2 separate regions of the Mus musculus genome follow, and region 1 is linked to region 2. Evidence: chromatin contacts called from public Micro-C data. All regions are on one chromosome and are shown on one strand. The core of a region is the stretch at or near the end of the contact, and the rest is flanking DNA. Distances in the headings are between cores, read along the strand shown.

The links. A called contact is a pair of places that touch in the nucleus more often than the background predicts.
Region 1: a Micro-C map of embryonic stem cells shows a contact between it and region 2, with 4 times the contacts expected there. The contact joins the promoter of Prss36 here to the enhancer-like site in region 2. A contact is called at or near these places in 6 of 39 promoter capture datasets (the C10 cell line, HPC-7-derived erythroid cells, embryonic stem cells and 3 more), 3 of 15 datasets of contacts at CTCF or cohesin (embryonic stem cells, large pre-B cells and pro-B cells), 37 of 484 Hi-C or Micro-C datasets (B cells, the Ba/F3 cell line, CD4 T cells and 21 more), 10 of 115 datasets of contacts at active chromatin or transcription factors (T-cell acute lymphoblastic leukemia, astrocytes, bone marrow-derived dendritic cells and 4 more) and 4 of 9 other capture datasets (adipose tissue, embryonic stem cells, liver and 1 more).

Annotation. Positions count from the first base shown.
Region 1 is chr7:127,945,366-127,948,065 of GRCm38.p6, forward strand. It overlaps Prss36 (protease, serine 36), which reads right to left and starts at 1,360. Exons shown (of 15, transcript NM_001319147.1): 1 at 1,047-1,360; 2 at 686-724; 3 at 473-508; 4 at 1-34. The coding sequence starts at 1,083.
Region 2 is chr7:127,664,863-127,667,562 of GRCm38.p6, forward strand. It overlaps a transcript of Bcl7c not described here. Among named protein-coding and RNA genes, the nearest start is that of Gm39090, 25 kb to the right of the region's middle. Within about 2 kb of position 1,414, at least 18 of the 459 cell types and tissues checked have an H3K27ac peak or open chromatin away from gene starts, as enhancers often do. A contact at or near this core is called in embryonic stem cells and liver, where this site is marked.

The DNA.
Region 1 (2,700 bases), core at 110-2,609, 280 kb after region 2:
ACAATGCGGGAAGAGGGCTCAGGGCGGCCGCAGTCTGCAATAGAGACCCCCTAGAAGTCAAAGCTCGGTTAGGGTTCCCCTCCTCTCCTAATCCCTTGGACTCCAGAGACCCTGGTAACTCGGGGAGGGTGGTGGTGGAGCCTGAACCCCTTCAGTTTGCCCTTCTGAACATGAGCAAGCCAAAGCTGGAGGGCCCGGGCACTTCCAATTCACTCATGACCTAGCCAGTTTGAAACTTCTTTAGGATTCAAGACAGCCTTTAGTGCCAGCGCTCAGGAGGCAAAGACAGGTGGATCTCTGTGAGTGTGAGGTTAGCCTGGCCTATGAGAATGAGTTTCAGGATAGCTAGGACTATAGAGAGAGACCCTGTCTCAAGAGCAAAGCAAAGCAAAGCAAAGCAAAGCAAAACGAAAACAAAAACAAGCAAGCAAACAAAAGACAAGATTGGAGGCAACTCATGCCTCTCTCTTACCTAGGTCTTCAAATTCTCCTTGGGTAGGACTGACCACTAGAAGACAGAAGACAGAGAGAGAAAGACGCTCCTTCAGCCCCGACACTGCCAGCACCATCTTCCTGCTCTTCCTGGGCTTTTGCTGCCCTCAGTCCCCCGGTTCCCTGTTTCAGCCCTTTGGTCTGCCTACACTGAGGCATCTGAGCCCAACTCTCCCCAGTCCATCAGTCTTACCTGAGTCCTGGAAGGCTCCTGGAGGGATGGGACTGACCACTGAGAAGACAAGAGGGAGGCAAGGAAAGTCTGGAGAGATGATGCACTTAGGTGTGGCTCTTTCTCCTTCCATCCTATTTTACAGTGTTCCATCTCCCCATGGCATGCAGGCCTCCTTTCCCCTTCCCCTTCTGCACAATCCCTCGGGCTCCTGGTATGGCCCTCTCCTCCTTCCACCACCCTCCCGTCCTTCCTCTTGACACTCTGCTCCTCTGCCTACTCTGCTATCTTACTGCCATAAGGGATGCAGGGTATATCTCCTGCTTTTCAGCTCTCTAGGGTTGGTATCCAGGCTTCTTAAAGCCCGGTCCTCTGAACTTACCCATGATTACAACTGGGAGAAACAGGTGATGGGACATGGTCTACTAAAGTCAGCTGGAGGCACAGAGGCAGGTGAGAGGCTGCTTCCTGCCACCACTCTGTCACCGGACTATGTAGCTGGTTCCTCCTGATGGTCCCAGGGGTAGCCCCACCCTCCCTGGCTGGAGCCCATCTGTGGGAATCTGAGAGGATCTGGGCCTGAAAGGGGAAAATAGGGAGGTCAAAGGCCCCACCCTGAATTCTGGTGCATCTCACATATCTGGAGGCTCAGAGTGGAGGTAGGGCGGTGTCCTCACTCCAGGACACCTGTTGGATGTGGAGAGTTGAGCAGGGCGCCCCGTGTGTTAAACCGACTCAGAGGACTGTGGTGGGTGGAGTGCTAGGAGCACATGCCCTGGGTCCGTGGAAGAGCAGGATGGGGCTGGGCAGTAGCCCTTGGCATGACTCACCTGAGACCTCACCCTTGATTGGGGTGTGGCTTCCCCAGTGGCTTGGCCTTTTCTTCTCACACAGCTCTGGTTACTGGAGTTGCTGGCCAGGCCTGGGACAGGAACTCTAGGGAATTCAATTCCATCCTAACAAAGGGATCACAGATTCTGCCTTGTTGAGCAAGGCCTGGGGGTACTGGAGAGGACTAAGCAGCCTGGTAAAGCTGGAAACCCCTCTGTGCTGGGGTGGTCGACTCTCAATGCTGTTCCTTGCTTGCTCTTCATGTGACTTAGAAAAGTCACTCCGTCTCTTGGTACACTATTTATCATTAGGAGTCTATTTAAGGAAGGTATGGCACTGGGTGTGGTAGTACCTGTGACCCCAACACTGTGAAGTCTGAAAGCACTCCAGTCCACAGTTCCTAGACTACACAGAAGCTGGAGATGTGGGTTAGCTGCTATGATTGCTTGCTGCTCTTCCAGAGGACCTGAGTTCAGTTTCCAGAATCCACAACACCAGCTCACAACCTCCGGTGACTTCAGCTCCAGATTTGGTGCCCTCCTATGCCCTCTCTGTGGGTAACAGCACCCACATGGCATAGAGGGGTGTGTGTGAGTGAGTGTGTGTGTGAGTGTGAGTATGTGTGAGTGTGTGTGCGAGCATGTGTGTGTGTGCGTGTATGTGTGTGTGTGTGTGTGTGTGAGAGAGAGAGAGAGAGAGAGAGAGAGAGAGAGAGAGAGAAACAAGGGAAAAAGCACATGTTTGGGTAGAAGATATAGCTCAATTGGTAAAATGTTTGCCTAGAATGCATGAAGTTCTGGGCTTGATCCCCAGTTTTACATAAAGCAGGCATGCTGGTGAATGCTTATGATCCTAGCACCTAGGAGGTAGGCGGTAGGTGCAATATCAGACGTTCAGTATCAGGGCTGGAGAGATGGCTCAGTGGTTAAGAGCACTGACTGCTCTTCCAGCTGATGCCCTCTTCTGGTGTATCTGAAGACAGCGACAGTATACTCACATACATTAAATAAATAAATAAATAAATAAATAAATAAATATTAAAGGCGGGCAGGCTGGAGAGATGGAGAGATGGCTTAGTGGCTAAGAGCACTGACTGCTCTTCCAGAGGTTCCAGAGTTCAATTCCCACCAACCACATGGTGGCTCACAACCTTCTGTAGTGGGATCCGATGCTCTCTTCTGGTGTGTCTGAAGACAGCTACAGTG
Region 2 (2,700 bases), core at 164-2,663:
CTGAGAAATGATGCATTGGAAATAAGTCTTTATATCCGCGATTTCAACTCATGACTCTGGAGTACCATGAATCTAATTGGATCCGTAAACATTTTGTTATTCAACTACTACCCAGTGACACACACTGGCAGTTTCTACCTTTTGAATATTTAAGGCTTGCAGCTCTTTTAAACTACGATGAACTGTGAGTTTCTTAGCTTTTAAGATACAGAGAGTTATGAAAAATACAAAGTAGGACTTTCTGGACCTCCCCAGAATTCCTATGTTTCATTTCTGAATCTTGAAAACTAGTATCTGTGTTTGAAACGTGAAAACTTCTGCCCCATTGGTAGTTCAGAAGTCTAATTAATAAATGTTTGTTACTTGAAGTTCCCCAGTCACTTGGCATGACAGCCCATGGCTTCTGGGAAGTCGCCAATCAGGAGCTGGGCCTAGATGATGCTTCCTGTATCAATGGCACTCCAGAGAGGAATCTGAGGGACCCAGGGGCTGAGCTCAAGTCCCTTACCACTCAATGTCCATGTCATCTCAGTTATGGACACAGAACATCTGCTTACCTTATTACTCAAAAAACAACAAACAAACAAACAAAGAAGGCCTAAGCTGGGTATGGTGTCGCTCACCTTTAATCCCAGCACTGGAGAGGCAGAGATAGACAGACCTCTGTGAGTTCAAGACTGGCCTGGTCTAGTGGGTTCATGGCCAGCAGAGGAAGAAAGGAAGGAAGGAAGGAAGGAAGGAAGGAAGGAAGGAAGGAAGGAAGGAAGGAAGGAAGGAAGGTAGGTCAGGCAGAAGAAAGTTAAAATTAAAAGTCCTTTGTAATTTGCCACTGAGAAAAATGGATGTTCCTTCAATGAACGCCTCAACAAAGCTCACAGCTGCAGCCCACCTGCATGCCCAGCACAAAAAGTGGTACACTAGCAGGGACTGTGGAGTCAGGTGGGTAGACTGGATGTGAATGCTGGCTCTGCCACAGACAGGCTGTGTGACTTGGGGCAAGCTCTTTAACCTCCTGGTTGCTTGTTTTCTATATCTGTAAAATGTGAAAGTAACAGGATCTATGACAGGAGTGCTGCATTAAATAAGTCCCACAAGTTGCAATATGTAGTACAGTTAGCTCTCTGTGGTACAGGAGACACTACCTCCTGGCCAAGTGAGTTGTCAAGTCGGAGGCAAGAGGTTGATGAAAGCCCTTGGAATCACTCAGATGGCTCATCTGCCATGAGTTTCTCAAAGTGGGTAGTTTCCAGGTAGATTTGGCAGTGCTGGACCACATGTCTCCATCCATTCCTGGGGCAGGAGGCTGTGGCCTGGTCTGAAAGGTCACTGGGCCATGTGCACCCCTCGATTGACCTGAGGCAAGGTTGGCACCCTGGTTGGCACATGTCTTCTGGAGCCAAGGGTTAATTAGCAGGCCCAGAGTCCATAGGCTCGTGGAAGCGGGTGAGGCTGCCAGGTGCTTGCTGGAGTGGTGTCTCTACACACGGGCAATTGAATCTTCACACCATTCACAAGCTGTGGCATTACCTTTTGCCCAGTGCTTCAGGGGTTGCTCGCTGCTCAAGTCTTGCTGGTAGGGCCCCTCACCAGTGTAGATACTGTAGTTCCAAAGGTCGAAGGTCACCTCCAGGGGCCATGCCTGGCCCTTTGGTGGATGGCTGCCCTAAGTGTGTGAGGAGGTGACCAAGTTGGCATAGGATCCACCATTTTGTGTATTCAAGTTGCTTCTAGGCATCACCTAGAGATGTCCCCAGACATTCCCTGTCTGGGACCTGCTCTGGCCCAGTAGTTTTGGACCCACAGCAAGCAGGATGGATCCATAATTTAGGGACAGGGACAAGCAGAGAGCTGGCTGCCGACCTCCATTGCTGGCTGCGGGTGCCCAGCTCCAAAGCCCTCTCCACCCTTAAACGGTGTGGGTAAATGACTGGATCTTGAGGCAGCTAAGGAAGACCTAAGGGCCTCCCCTTGTGTGGTGGAACCCGCTCACCTCCCCTTCCCTTGTGGTATCGTCCTGGGTGCCCTCTGGGCCTTGCTCCCACTTCCGGGAGCTCTGGGTTCCGGAACCGTGGAAGTTGGCCGAGAATTTGTCCGGAGGCCTCTCCTGGGGAGAAGCCTCCTGAGGGGCTCGGTTTTCAGGCCTTTCTCTTGAAGGGCTCTCCTGGTGAGTCTCACGCCGGAATCCTGCAGGGAGAAAAGGAAATCTGGATAGTTGCTCTACAAGATGGAAAAGACCACAGAAGTCCGTGACAGAAGGCGGGGGGTGAATACTGCAAACAGCTCTTCTGTGTTTTTGTGTGCACGCCTGTTTGTGTGTGTGCACTTGAGAGGTAGAAGCAAATGGATCTCTGTGAGCTCAAGGGTCTAGTTTACTCCAGGACAGCTAAAGCTACAGAGTGAGACACTGTCTCAAAACTAAAGCAACGAGCAGATGAACCCCAAAAGAAGGCATTGATTTGCTTTGTGTGCATGGAGGGGAGTGGAGGCTCACTCGTGGAAACCAGAACACAATGATACACAGTGCTCTTGTCCCACCACGTGGATCCCCGGGATAGAACTCAGGCTGTCAAGTCTGGTGACAGGCACCTTAAATGGCTCAGCCATCTCGAGAACATCCCCTCCCCGCCAAGGCATTCATGTGAGCCATCAAACGTGCCAGGCAAACAATTTACCAAATAAATCTATTTCTGTGTTCTGACA